Regions from separate parts of the Zea mays genome. Here regions 1 and 3 are each linked to region 2. A link is a contact called in public Hi-C data. All regions are on one chromosome and are shown on one strand. Each heading gives the region's core, a stretch centred on a gene start, on an enhancer-like site or on the middle of the called end of the contact. The rest is flanking DNA. Distances are from core to core; before and after follow the strand shown.

Region 1 (4,778 bases), core at 1,625-4,124, 300 kb before region 2:
GGTCATGGTTGCAACGCCTTTCGTACATATAACTGAGTAAGAACAACCTTCATATGAATCTGCCACGTAGCAAAACTGATTTTGCCATTAAAGTTCGGAATATCAATTTTAGTCGACATTATAACCTGAAATAAAAAATCCTAATGTGAAACAGAGATCTGTGTGCAATCTGATTGGTGTAGGTAGAGAATAAAAAAATCCTCTGATCCTTGCGTGAGGAGACGCAACAAGTACGTAGCACTTGATCCTTTCACGTTGGTTTCTGGAGAGAGATTTCCGACTCGTAGCAGATCACGCGAAATCGATGGAAAAGGAATGCGCGGCGAAGGAAAAAAATTTCGTTGACGATGGATAAACCGGCGGCTGCGGCAGTAGCACGGATGAGTGCGCCACGCCAGATCTTGAAGACTGAGATCTGACGAAGATCCGGCCAGCGACGGCAGTAGCAAGAACAAGAGCAGCGGCGGCTCCCAAACGGATGCACGATGGCGGCAGTTCATCAACGAAAAGAACTCGCGACGGAGACAACGAGGGGAATAAAAAACTGTGTCTAATCTTAGATTTGATACCAATTGTTAGGATAGTAAGTGCAAAAAAAAGACACAAAATTTAACGTGGAAAAAGCTCCTACAATGTGAAGAAAAAAAACCACGAAAAATAGATCTATTATGTGGTGCGATTTACAGGATAAAGGGAGCCTATTTATATAGAAAAAGAAGATAGAGATAGAGTCATATCTTATTATCCAACAGTGTCCTGAACACTTCAAATAAAATAATATAGTATTTCAAATCTTGAAGCACTATTTTAAGTCACATAGTTGGAGATGCTATGACTAAATAAGTTGCAAACACAGGTATTATCATAAGGAGCACGTGGCAAACCTAAATCCTAAGATGGTACGATTGATTTATTTCGAAATGACACTTCCCAATCATGTTCGCTGCTGTTACCCAAGCATCACGTTTTGTTGCCGAAAGGCTAGGTCACTCGCAAACTGTTGGCACGGAGCTTTGCCCTCACATCAAACTTCGTACAAGTCAGGCCACCACAGGTCAGGTCCAGTTCTGAAAAGAATGGTGCACATTGCTGGCATGTCGCCATGCCTGTGCATCGATCAGTCATCGTGCCACAGAACAGCAGGAACACAAAGCAAATAAACATGGGGAATTAGAGCTGGTTTTTTTTATGTACATTGTTTTTTCCCTCTCTCGCTCTCTCTACAGTGACAATGTGCAGTAGAAGTGCACCGAGCACAAAGGAGATTGTAGTACACACCACACCAGCACCGTTTCCTAGTCAAACTGATAGTATGCCCCAGTCCCCACCCCAGAGGCCCCCGCAGTGGAGCTTTCAGCTTTTCACCGACACGAACAGACACTGCCTAGTCATCTTCTACCGCACGGCGGTGCGTCGGTGCCGCGCGCTCACCGCGCGGCGGCCGTGCCGGTGCGGCGCGACGAAGCGAAGTGCCAGAACGACGGCGTCCAGGTCCAGAACGGCGACCGCTTCCGGCGCTCCGGAGCGCTGGGCGCGCCGGCCTCCAGGCCCAGCATGCCCCACATCACCTGAACGTCGTGGTACCCGCAGGTCTGCACGTCCTTGTGGAGGTCCACGATTCCTGCGCGCTCTGGATTGCATTGCAACCAACATGATGACAAGTATTCGCGAATGTATGGCGCAGTTTCGCAAGACATTAGTGCAGGAAGAAAGATTTTTTTAAAATGAAAAATGATCCTACCGATCGACGACAGTATAGGAGAATGCCAAATGCCCTGTTTTATGCTAGTGTAGACAGATTTTGACAAAAATAAAAAGATTAAAAAAAGAGAGAGGGAATGCCATATGGCAGTATAAACCAATTGGCTAAACCAGGTCTCCAAGGCAAAAGCTGACCGAGTTGTATGTCCTCCAAACAACCCGTTGAAAGCAAAGTGTCTAGGAGTACAAGGTGGCGTAGTAGTGTCCGCCACTGTTTCCTATACTCTGAAGGTTGGTTTATAGTGTGTTTGGTTTGAGTTCAAAGTATGATAAGATGAAGTCGACACCGTCATCTTGATTTTTCTTTTTCGTGATCCTATCACCAAATCAGCCTACATGGCCACTCCTGCTGCATTGTTTGGTGCTCATCAGATTCTTGTGAGAATCAAGATGCTGAGACGGTAGCTAGCTAGATCACACCATGTACTGGGAGTTTATGCAACATTGGAAATCGCCGTGCTCCAAGACAGTCACATTCAGAACAATCTTCAGCGAAATACTAGTATTGGGAACGGAAATAACTACACAAGGCGCCGAAACAACTGAATCACGAGCCGCTCCTGCTCCTTTGGCCTTTGCCCGTTGGATCAGCTCAGATCGGCCGAGGAATGCGCGTCCAGCAAGAAGCGCCACCGTCCGTCGAGCCAACTGAGCCAGCCGAGAACTAGCGGAGGAGGGGTTGGCCGAGCGCGAGCGGGAAAAAAAAAAGGCTACTTACCAGTGCGGCGCTTGCGGCCGCGCACGCGCGCGGCGACGACGACGGCGAGCCAGGCGTGGCGCGCTGGCGCGACGACCCGCGCGCGCCACCACGCCATGGCGCGTGTCCCGGCGACCCTGGGCGCCCCGCCGCCTGGTCCGCGCGGCGGCTCCGCTGGCCGCCGGGCACGGCCTCCTAGCCTCGCCGTGGCTTCGAACGACGGCTGACCTGATGTTGTCGCAAGAACCACCACCGCCGTGCCCTCTCGCGCTGCTTGCCTGTTTCTCACCGACTGCTAATGCCAATCAGCCAATGTTATGGGGGCATCGGATTGTGGAGTTTATATATAAGTGTATTTTTATATATAATAGATCCTGGATCACAGGATCGCACGGCTCCCTAATCAATGCCGCTGACGCCTTTACGTTTCGCGCAAAATACGCGCGCACGCACGGCTGACGGCACGCACGCGCTTCTCTGTACTGTACTTGTGTACCAGCCGGTAGCGATTTCTTTACTTTTACTTTTTTTAAAAATATTTTTTTTAAAAAAATTAATAGGTATGGCTACACCAAACTCTCTCTCGCGGTCAAACTGCTCTGCCACGCTGGCTCGCTGACGGCTGATCCATTAAATATAGTATTAAATATAGTTTAATTACAAAACTAATTATATATAGGTAGGACTAAACGGTAAGATAAATCTGTAAAATCTAATTAGTTCATTATTCACTCATATGATCTTATAATAAATACTAGTGAATTGCTCGTGTCTAGCGCGGGAGTCATCTGTCGATGTATTTACATATTTAAAAGAACGTGCTTTAAATAAAATAGAAACAACAAAATACGTGGATATATAAAAGTGACAGGTTCGTAGTAGCAGAATAGTTTAGTCTACAAATGTAGCAGCAACATCTTAGATGTCAACATTCAAAATTTCATATCAACGATCTTAGGGACATCATAATTAAAGCCGGTAGTTCTATTATGCTAATTAAATGCATTTGAGGTTAATTTACTATGATTCACATCATACATAGCGAGATAACCAAATTGGCAAAGCAACATTGACATAGTGACAAATATGTCATCTAACTATTAGCTTCAGTGCATTCAACAGCCTCTAAATCAGGAGTTGACCACTTCCCGCCATCTGATTTGAACAATCATTTCACCAAGCATATACCAATCGCCTGTTGTACATAAACATTAGCTCTATTAGTTCAGAGATACCAGCGGTAGTCAAAACTGGAGGACCGGCTACAGTAGCCATCGGCCGAGGTGCCTTCCGTGCTGCTGTAGTGAGACAGCTTGTTGTCACCTTCCACCCCCAAGGAACGCGATGTTCAGATGAGAGTATGAGACAACGACCTTGTTTGTTTCGGCTTCTGGCAGCTTCTGTCCACCAAAAGCTACTGCGGACTGCTAAACGCTCAGCTTTTTAGATAGCTTTTTGTCGGCGTTTCGACCCCGGGGGGTCCCTGGACTGACGAGTAAATTGTCGTTGCGTGTCCCAGCCCAGATGGGTCGGCGTGAGACGGAACACAAGGGGGAACAATAAGGGGAAACCGCGACTCGTGTTGTCCTGCGCCCAGGGCGGATGCGCTTGCAGTAGGGGGTTACAAGCATTCGCGAGGGAGAGAGAGAGACTGTCCGTCAGCCCGTTCTCCTGCGCGGCCACCTTCCCGTACGAGGGCCCTGGACCTTCCTTTTATAGATGTAAGGAGAGGGCCCAGGTGTACAATGGGGGGTGTAGCAATGTGCTATCGTGTCTAGCAGAGAGGAGCCAGAGCCCTATGTACATGCCGACGTGGCTGTCAGAGAGGTGTTGCTGCCCTGTTCATGTGATGTCGTGGCCGTCGGAGGAGTGCTCAAACCCTGTAGAAGTACAGCTGTCGGGGCTGTCGGATCCTTGTTGACGTCTCCTTGCTTCCGTAGGGGGCTGAGAACTGCCATCGTCATGGAGCACGCGGGGTGCCATCATTACTTGTTTACCGGGGCGAGCCAGATGGGACGCCGGTCTTGTTCCCCGTATCCTGAGCTAGCTAGGGGTAGGGTAATGATGTACCCCTTGCGGTGTGGTCGGTCCGAGCCCGAGGTCGGGCGAGGCGGTGACTCCTCCGAGGTCGAGGTTGAGTCCGAGCCCTGGGGTCGGGCGAGGCGGAGACCGTCTTTCGAGGTCGAGGTGGAGTCCGAGGCCTGGGGTCGGGTGAGGCGGAGACCATCTTCCGAGGTCGAGGTGGAGTCCGAGCCCTAGGGTCGGGCGAGGCGGAGACCGTCTTCTGAGGTCGAGGTGGAGTCCGAGCCCTGGGGTCGGG
Region 2 (4,810 bases), core at 833-3,332:
CTTTTGTTCTTTCATTGTTTTTTTATCTGCCAACCCGAATGCATGTGTGCTATCTTTGTGCACACGAGTGCTCGAGAAGTGTCTCTGTGCACATGAACCGACCGGTTCTCTTGATGGGAAGATCCAACTAGGGTTTCTAAACCCTAACCTTGATGGGGTTTCCCTTTTTTATTTATTTCTTGGCTACGAATTCATAGATCCAAAGTCCTTGAGTACGATCTCTGACTTGATTTTTTTGAATTGGGTTTAGGTATTCAAACCCTAACCCTAGACCGTGAATGAATCACGGGTTCATGGCCGAGACCTCGTGTCTATTCTAGTGGTCAAAACCCTAGATTTAGGGTTAGGTTAAACCCTAACCTGAGAGATCTAAAATTCTCTCTATCTATTCTTTCTAGTTCTAATCTGTCTGTTCTCGGGTGATGAACATGATTAAAAATGAGTTAAATCACATTGATCAGAGACCTTTCTGTGATCTCATAAAACCGATGCGGATTAAGAGATCTAGGGGTCTTAGAATGGCTCTGATACCATTGTTAGATTCTATGGTGCTTAGGATCGACTTCTAAGTCCCTAGAATACCAATCCGTGACTGAAAGGAAAACCTCGATGACGAGTAGATCTGATCTACTGAGAGGAATAGGGAAACACACCTTTCTTGTTGTTGTTAGAGAGTTGTCGCAGTTGCCGTCTTCATATCGTTGCCCTGCCGAGAACCAGCATGCATCAAATCTGAGCTGTTGTGGGTTGTAGTGTTTCCAGTCACTCCGACGCCTAGGCGATGGGGTCTCTAGAGACTAGGGTTTTGGGGTGAGGTACTAGAGTTAGTTTTTCCTACGATCACTTAGTCCTATATTTATAGCGTCGTATGTCTGGGGGCTCCAACCGAGGTTAGTGTGGGCCCTCCCGATCAAGAGCCCGATTAAAGAGACGATAGTTGGGTTAAACCCAATCTGATCTATATTGACCAGCTGTACTGGACACGCCAACAGTTTTAATATAAATTTAATAGTTTCATTTTTATTAAGTCAATATTTATGAATATTGTTTATTAATGATTATAGTTGAAAACATTTAACTTAGCATATACAATCGTGACTTTAATATAGGAAATTGAGGGAGTAATTATTAGCTCTATAAGTTCTAAAAGGACCTTATATTAAATACGACAAACAGCACAACACGTACACGACTAGCTAGTTCGTTCTTACCGTGTTGTCCGTTTGAACATGTATACAGCCATCAGCCTATCATACACCTTCGTTACCGATGCTGACCATGCATGCGTGCATCATGCAACGACAGGCACCAAAGTTCCAGTACAACGGGCAACTCACTTGAAACTTCCATAGTTCCAGAATTCCTGCACTGCATGTCATATCGGAATCCAATGGCTGTAAAGCAGACGAATGCCGTTGCATGTGTGCGCCGGTGCTGTAGCATCATGACACGCACAGTAGTAAGATCGACATATATTCATGTAGCACCATCAAAAACCCAAATCCGCGTTCAGTTGATTTGTGTTGAGCACAGTTTATGTCATGTCCACGGTTCGGTCCTATAATCGGACGGTACACGCATGAACAGAATTTGTATGGAATCGACTTATAATGGATACAAATCTCTTATCTCCTGTTTGTTTCCTTTCATTTTGAGGAATTAAAATCTTACTAATGAAATAGACTATTTTTTGGAATTTGACATTCCACCACTTTCCAAAATTATCATATAAGTTTATCTCAAATTTATGGGATGAGAGATGAAAATTGATTCTATAGATTTACATGTTGTTTTTCCTATGCACAACTTATAACACACTCTTCTACTTGATTCGCTATAACATAAATATAATATATAACACTATCTCTAGTATGATTTAGAATAATATATAAATATATTACATATATAAATATATAAACTTAATTAGTTTTGTCTAAATTATAATTATTAAAATAGAATTCAATTCCAACGAAACAAACGGTGTCTTATATAAATGAAAAGGTATGACTGATTAATGTTCGACAATAGATCTAATCAAAGCCCCAACCGGATAAAAACCACAGCAACGCGAGACCAGTAGCACTCACACACGAACCAAAAATCCACACGAGAGGGCTTCAGGCAAAACAAGCTAAAGCTTCCTCGGCATAAGTACAACACAGAGCCTATAAAACTATAGCTGCTGTACGTCCGGCCGTCGTCCCGTGCAAACTAGCGTGCTACTCCGACGAGCGAGAAGAGCAGCTAGCATCGGGCCGTTTCTTCTCGATCCATCCGGCCGCCGTCGCCGCCGCGAGGTATGTAAAAGTGTTCCTTCCCCGGCCTGTGGCCGAGACCCAGTAGCAGCGTCGGCGCCGGTAGCGTCGTAGCGACGACGGTGACCCGGCCAGGGTTGATTCGTTTCTTAGCTTTTCTTTTCAGTAGTTCTGCTTTCGCTCTGTAGTTCACTTTTATGCACCAGGGATTCTTGCTTGACCTAGAGGATTAGGCATCCATAGCTGACGCCGCAGATCCAATCACAAAGCGACCCGGCTAGTACTGGGGTCAGCTTGGCCTTTCAGAGTTCAGACTGTTTCACAGTAAAAGTAGACAAAATACTCAAGGACTGACTACTGAGAGCATCTCGAGCAGCTCCGGTAAGTCTGAATTCCACAATACTGTACTCTCTAAAACGTCGTCTGAATATGGTGGACACTCTTTTATGTTATATAGAGAGATTATCTTCTCTATTCTATATATTTTTATATTTTAGATAACAGATTAAACAAAACTAAAATATATTTAAATATTTTAGGGTACGACAGATACATAATTATAAAAATCTAAAGCAAAAATACGTCTTTAATTTAGGTCTTTCATGGATAAGATATAGATAATATTATTAAAGATAAACAAGAAATGAAGGACTTAATCTTTTTTAAAAAATTATTATGGACGAATATAGAGGATACCACTAGAGACGATCTAAGACTCCATAACCCCCTAAAATTATTATATTAAGCGACATATGACTATTTTCTTACTATAGCAGATCCCTAATAGCCTCTTTATTCCCCCAAAAATGCCCTTCTCCCCAATTAAATGGAGAGTTATATCTACTAAATAGAGCGGGTCATACAACGACTACGACTTCTTGCCTATGTAAGGTTTAGTTCACATCAACTTCGACGAGCACATCTCGAAAGCGACGTCAGTTTCGTCACATGGTTTTAGAACAGAAGTCGTTGACGAGCAAGGACACCACCAACATCCTCCTCTTCAATATCGCAAGAGCAAAAACACGCGTGGAGGGTGCTTCTCGAGGCCTCCTTCATCAAAGACCATGACAAATGGCACGAGGATGTGATCGACTGGTCTCTACAGTCAAAGATGGCATGGCACGTCGTGGGGCCAAAACCACCTAATCAGTGCCCAAGGCTAGGGCTAGGGCCGACGTGGATGTGACGAGGCCAGGAAGGAGGCTGTCGTAGATGAGAAGGTTGCAGAAGGCTAGAAAAATGGAGAAGACGGGTTGAAAAAGGTACCAACATGTAGGTTCCCACATGTAAGCATTATTAGGGTTGATGTATTGGTGACTAATATTGATAATCACCAATAATATTACTCTACTAGTTAGTTGCGCATGCATCGCTATGGTTTCTATATATCATATCGGCAGACATTTTAAAATGAGATAGTTATTCAAACACGATACAAACTCATAGACTAGTTGAGTGCGAATGACGAAGTATGAGGCGTGGGGTTAGACAAGATGAAGTTTTTTATCTCGCTTTTTTATGCTCGCAAGATCAGGAACAATGAGGGAGGAGGTATTGGACAGATGACCAAATAAGCTATGCCTCGCGGGCTAGCATAAGACACAACTCATTTAATAGTGCCACAGTCTGGTTCAATATGATTTAAAGTGGGTTCGTGCTATGCTTGGGTTGTCTTATCGGCCTGTAATGTTGTCCCGGTCCAACACGATTTTTATTTTAAATTATTAATGTGTATATTTATAGTACATATCTTTTATATAACACAAACCAACAAAGTGGTGCAGTGGTTAGGAGACGGTAGTTTGTTCCTTGTGACTTGTGTTTAAACCCTAGTGGTAGCGTATTTTTTGGATTTTCGCAGTTGCATGAGGAGAAATTATTTTTCGCATGTGCACATGGGAGAGGCGAACGACGTACAAAGGGAGAAACTACTATATTACGGTAGTAGAGATAGAGATTGGGGACATGAACATGGTTTTGATGGATTTTTGTTTGGGATCATTTTGAGGGTTGTTGCCTTGTTGGGCAGGATAGATCAGGCCTGATTCAATTCAGACCCGCTGATGAGGTTTGGTCCATAACTGTACCCCAATCAACATGATGATTCGAGCTAAGGCTGTCTGTAGTGGGGAGCTGAAAAAGCTCCCCTAAAATTTTACCGTAAAGTAGAGGCTGCACTGATTTACCTTACACCCTACTCTACTCTCTCTCTCTCTCTCCGACTCCATCGACCCCAAATCCAGCGCACTCTCTCACCTACGCTAACTAAGACAGATGTGGGTCCAGTATGGGACCGATGCAGTTGCATATGCATAGGAGATAGGAAAGTGAGGTAAAAATATGATATAATATATGATAGTTGGTATATGTTATATATAGAGTAGTTGTGACCGTGGAGAATCGTTGAATATAGTATAACATTTCGGTGACTACTGACTAAGATGAAATATTCTTTTTAGAGCAGAGAAATATAGTAATATGACCTATACCAACTAGCCGGCCTAAGCTCTGTGGGCTGGAGTTGGGCCGAGTTTGTTTTTATTAGGACAAAC
Region 3 (5,037 bases), core at 1,364-3,863, 360 kb before region 2:
CGTATTTTTATAAATCAGTATCAATATACTTAACACGCATGGATACTCAAGGCATCCACTTGGAGCACTACACCAACATTTCTATACGCTGGTGACAAGTACTCACGTGGATCCGAACGTTCTGTTGCCCTTGCCGCTGCATATCGAATGACATTTGTGGCAAATCGGTACTAGTAAAGTCACTAAGAAGCACAGGCAATAACAAGTAGAATTTTCTTTCGTTGCAGCTCAAACTAGGACGGAGCCTGTAAAAAATTTCTACGAGCACAAGCTTAGAGGTTTTTTCAGTAACTAATAAGTACATTAACAGCACGACAAATAAAACAGAAAGAAACAGACTACTACTGAAGAGAAGCTGGACCACCAATCACGAGAAATGTATACCAGCTTTGTTGAAGAGGGACAGCAGGTATAAGAAATCAACTTGGCTCAGCTTGGAACCTCTCTTTTCTGCAAAATCGCCCTGCTGCAATATACCCATAATCTTTTCTTTAAAGCTTGCAGCACCATCTCCAGCCATGTCTGCATCATCCATTTCCATTTCATCATCTTCCTTATCATAGCCAGTCTCCATGCTCATATCTTCAACCATATTAGCCAGCAACGCGACATCGTCTGCGGACATCTTCTCCTCACCCATTTCTGCATCTTGCACAGTTTGGAGAGACTGCATAGTCTTGTAGTTCTTCTCTAGCAATTCCAGAACACGTTTCTGTTTAAAGAGGGAGCCCAGGGTCTTGTTCTTCCGGTTGAAACAAATCCTCACAAGCCCATCCCACTCCTTGAAGCTGACAGGAGGGAGGGGCTTCCTGGGCTCTATTCGCACAACTGATGAATCAACTTTGGGTGGAGGCCTAAAGTTGTTCCTCCCCACCTTCAGGAGATGCGACACTCGTGACAGGAGCTGCACATTCACGGAGAGACGACAGTAGAGGCTATCTCCCGGTTGTGCCACAAGTCTCATGGCAAATTCACGTTGAAACATAATCACAGCACACCTAAAGATTGGACGGTGTGACAGAAGCTTGAAAGTAAGGGGAGATGAGATCTGGTACGGGATGTTTGCCACACAAATATCAAAGTATGGGAGATCACATTTGAGGACATCTCCTTGGATAACCTGCATCATGAGGCAACTTATTATTCTATGCTCATATTACTATGGAAGGGAAAGCAAAACAGGACAAAAGAATACATATAATTACTTGATGTTGTTCAATTTGCACTCACAATCCAGTTGGTTCTAACAAAGGATTTACACTACTGCCATCTACTTTGACCATCTTAAACTTCATTGTATCAGGCTAGTTTTCATTTCCATAGCACTTAAAATTGATTTCCTTATCCCCAATGAATTATTCATAAAATTAACTGTCTGCAAATCATTAATTCTCACATAGGTGTGCCTAACCGAAAGCTGACAAGATACACCATAGATAGTTCATTACAGGATTTGATTTACCCCAATTCAATTTGCTTTCTCGTGCATGAGTAGCACCAATTAAAAAATCGCCAACAATAAGCACATCAGGGCATCTTCATGAAAAGGTGAACTCATTTCTGACAAACCTAACTCACTCGCTCTTCATGTACATGTACCACAAATGCCAATGGTACACTGGATAGAACATCCTGACATAATTACTCATTCATCAGCTCCTAAAAACTCCAAAAATGAGGCACTAAAGTCAATATCCTGAACGTTTTACTAGTTCACCAGTTTAGCTCATGAAGGCTATCTATGATGCATTGTAAGTTACATGTACAACACTTCAGAAGTAGTTGACAGTGAACCAAATGTCTTCACGTAGTATACCGCAAATTAAGGTCCTAAAGTTACAGCCTCTTCACCATCAGTACCAGCAAACAAAGATCCTAAAATTATGGCCTGTTCAACAACAGTGCTACCAATAACAGGAATCACAACGGGGGAGAGGAAAGTCCCATTAATCAACTCCTTCAAACATAAAGATTCTAAACCTGAGTTTTCCAGCTCCACCACACCATTCAGCTCATTACAAATGAGCTCCATTTGCAGTCGACAAGACATCAAGTTAACCAAAATCGAAAACAAAAAAAAATCTTGAAAAAACTTGCAAACAACAATCGAAGAGCGAACTTCAGGGAATCAATTAATTTATTCTACAACCAGGTAACTAGGTTCTGGGAGAGGATGGTACCTTGAGGCGCGAGGAGAGCGGGTGCCCCTGGAACCGCCGGTTGAGCTCGAGCACCATGCGCGGGTCGAGCTCGACGGCGACGACGGCCTTGACACCAGCCTCGAGGAGGCGCTTGGTGAGGTTTCCTGTGCCCGGCCCGATCTCCAGGACGGTGTCGGTGGGCTTGAGACCGGCCTTGGCGACGATGGAGTCCACCAGCGCCGGGTTCCGCAGGATGTGCTGCCCCTTGGACTTCTCGAACGGGATACCGCCCTGCAGCCGGGCGCCTCCCGCCGCGCCGTGGCGCTTCTTCTGGATCTTGCCCCCCGCCATGGTGTTGGGGATTCGGGTTCACCCTGGACGCCGCCGCTGGAGGAGCAGGTGGTGGTGAGCGATGGGTTGTAGGAGCGCGCACTGCGGCGATGAAGAGAGAGAGAGAGAGAGAGATGGCGGCTAGGGCTTCGGGATCAGGGATATTCAGCTTTCAGGCATTGGTTGTTCGCACCGGGCCTCCACCGGGCCAGCCCAAATACGTTGCTCGCACGGCCCAGTTTTGTTCAATGATTTAATTTCCTCGATCTCGCACGAATTTGCGCGGATTCCGTACTCCTGAAGACTAATTCGTGAGTTTGTAGATATAAATCAAGCATGGTTGAAGCGACCTTTTCTTGCAATGGATCTTCTGTTCGGCTAGATTTAGGGGGTGTTTGACATGTGTCCAGAGTAAAACTCTAATGGGGAGCTATCCAGAGCATGACAATCACTCTAACTCCAGAGTTGTAATTTTATGGAGTTTTTGGAGCTGCAATATAATTTTTTGGAGTACCTCTTTTGTTGCTCTGAAAACTCTAAAAAACAACCTAGTCATGGAGCCTGCGGTACACCGGACTGTTTGGTGCCCAAGCTGCGTGCGCGGCGAACTGGTTGCTCTCGGAAAAAGTTAGAGGAGCTACGGTTATAATCCACCGAACTATCCGGTGTGCATCGGACTGTCCGGTGTGTCAGCCGCGCCCACTCTAACGGTCAATCGCGCGGTCAGCGGGCGACACGTGGACATTACCAACGGTCACCAGGTCGCACCGGACTATCCGGTGTGCTACGGGGACTGGTGGCTACAACGGCCGGCTTCGCCAGAAAAGGAAGGAAATCGCACACTGTTCACTGTCCGATGGTGCACCGGACCCCACGGACAGAAGGCAACAATGGCCTTCCAAATAGAGCTCCAACAGCTCCTAGCTACCTTGGGGCTATAAAAGGAACCCCTAGGCGCATGGAGCAGTACACACTCATTGAACATTCTAAGACGTCGAGACTACGCATACACGCATTTGGTTCATCGTGTTAGAGATTTGAGTACTTTTCTGAGCTGTAACTCCGTGTGCTCGTTCTTGTCTTGCGTGCGTGTTGTTGCTGCAACTCTCGCTCTTGTGTGTGTTGTTATTCCCCCTTACTCTTGTGTTTACTTGAGATCATTTGTGTAAGGCGTGAGAGACTCCAAAGTGTGGAGATTCCTCACAAACAGGATATTGTTGAGATAAATAGAATCGTTGTATTCAAGTTGATCTTTGGATCACTTAAAAGGGGTTGAGTGCAACCCTCATCCATTAGGACGCCACAACGTGGAGTAGGCAAGTATTACTTGACCGAACCATGGGATAAAAATAGTTATGTCAAGTGTCTTTTCTCCTGTGCGATTCTTTCTCTATATCCACTCATTTCACTTGCATAATTGCTCTAAGTTTAATACTCACCTTGTGAAGAGCAATTAAAGTGAAGAAGTGTTCTCCGCTCTTACTCCTCATTCGAACTTGGCTTTAGCATTCACTAATCCAATATTAGCCCAAGTTTTGTTTTGTTGAGCTATTTTTATAGGATCACCTATTCATCCCCCTCTAGGTGCTCTCAATTGGTATCAGAACTGTTCTCTTCATCAAGGGACTAACCGCCCGAAGAGATGGATCCTAAGGGAAAGGAGATCGTGATCAATGACAAGGAAAAGGAGAAGGAGGCCCTCTACATTGGTGAGCCAAAAGGTAACAAGCCCACCGACTTAGGCTCAAACAACAGGATGAAGGATGAGAAGAAGAAGAGGCATATCAAGAAGATCATCTACTGCGATAGTGATGCCTCATCTTCTTCACCAAGGGATGACGACGACATCTCATCCACGAAAAAGAAAACGGTTAATCAAATCTATTCTTTTGATTATTCTCGCATCTCGTATAATCCGAATGCTCATTTATTATCTATTCTACTCGGTAAACCCTCTCACTTTGATGGAGAAGACTATTACTTTAGGATCCATAAAATGCATAGTCATTTATTTTCTCTCCATCCTAGTATTTGGGAAATTATGGAAAATGGAATGCAATTTGACAGTAGTGATAATCCTGTATTATTTAACGAACAAATTCATAAAAATTCACAAGCTACTACTGTTTTGGTGGCATCTCTATGCAGGGATGAATATAACAAGGTCAGGGGCTTGGACAATGCCAAACAAATTTAGGACACCCTCAAGATTTCTCATGAGGGAAACGATGTCATGATGATCACCAAAATGGAATTGGTGGAAGGTGAACTTGAGAGATTTGCCATGAAAAGGGGAGAGGAGCCAACCGAGACATACAACAGCCTCAAGACCCTGGTGAATGAAGTGGTACTTGGTATCAATATGCTTGGTCTTGAATTGATACATGTCATTCTTGGTCAGACAAATAGCACTATGACTATCACAATAAACCTTAATGACATCCTAAGGAACACCAAGTTCAGAAATAAGATATTGCATCCAAATAGCTTCTTTAACCCCTTTAGTAGCTGAGACATATTCTGCTTCAGTAGTGGAAAGAGCAGTAACAGGCTGAAGTGAAGCCCT

Evidence for each region. A called contact is a pair of places that touch in the nucleus more often than the background predicts.
Region 1: a Hi-C map of leaf shows a contact between it and region 2, with 6 times the contacts expected there. The contact joins the promoter of LOC103626687 here to the promoter of LOC103626686 in region 2. A contact is called at or near these places in 6 of 25 Hi-C or Micro-C datasets (bundle sheath, ear, leaf and 1 more).
Region 3: a Hi-C map of ear shows a contact between it and region 2, with 3 times the contacts expected there. The contact joins the promoter of LOC100284053 here to the promoter of LOC103626686 in region 2. A contact is called at or near these places in 4 of 25 Hi-C or Micro-C datasets (ear, leaf and tassel).

Annotation. Positions count from the first base shown.
Region 1 is chr5:90,616,503-90,621,280 of Zm-B73-REFERENCE-NAM-5.0, reverse strand. It overlaps LOC103626687 (OSJNBa0041A02.21-like protein), which reads right to left and starts at 2,874. Exons shown (of 2, transcript XM_008647083.4): 1 at 2,480-2,874; 2 at 1,145-1,630. The coding sequence starts at 2,576. The coding sequence ends at 1,428.
Region 2 is chr5:90,315,984-90,320,793 of Zm-B73-REFERENCE-NAM-5.0, reverse strand. LOC103626686 (calcium-transporting ATPase 5, plasma membrane-type) reads left to right here and starts at 2,082. Exons shown (of 35, transcript XM_020538441.3): 1 at 2,082-2,297.
Region 3 is chr5:90,674,902-90,679,938 of Zm-B73-REFERENCE-NAM-5.0, reverse strand. It overlaps LOC100284053, which reads right to left and starts at 2,613. Exons shown (of 2, transcript NM_001156951.1): 1 at 2,181-2,613; 2 at 226-1,120. The coding sequence starts at 2,492. The coding sequence ends at 368.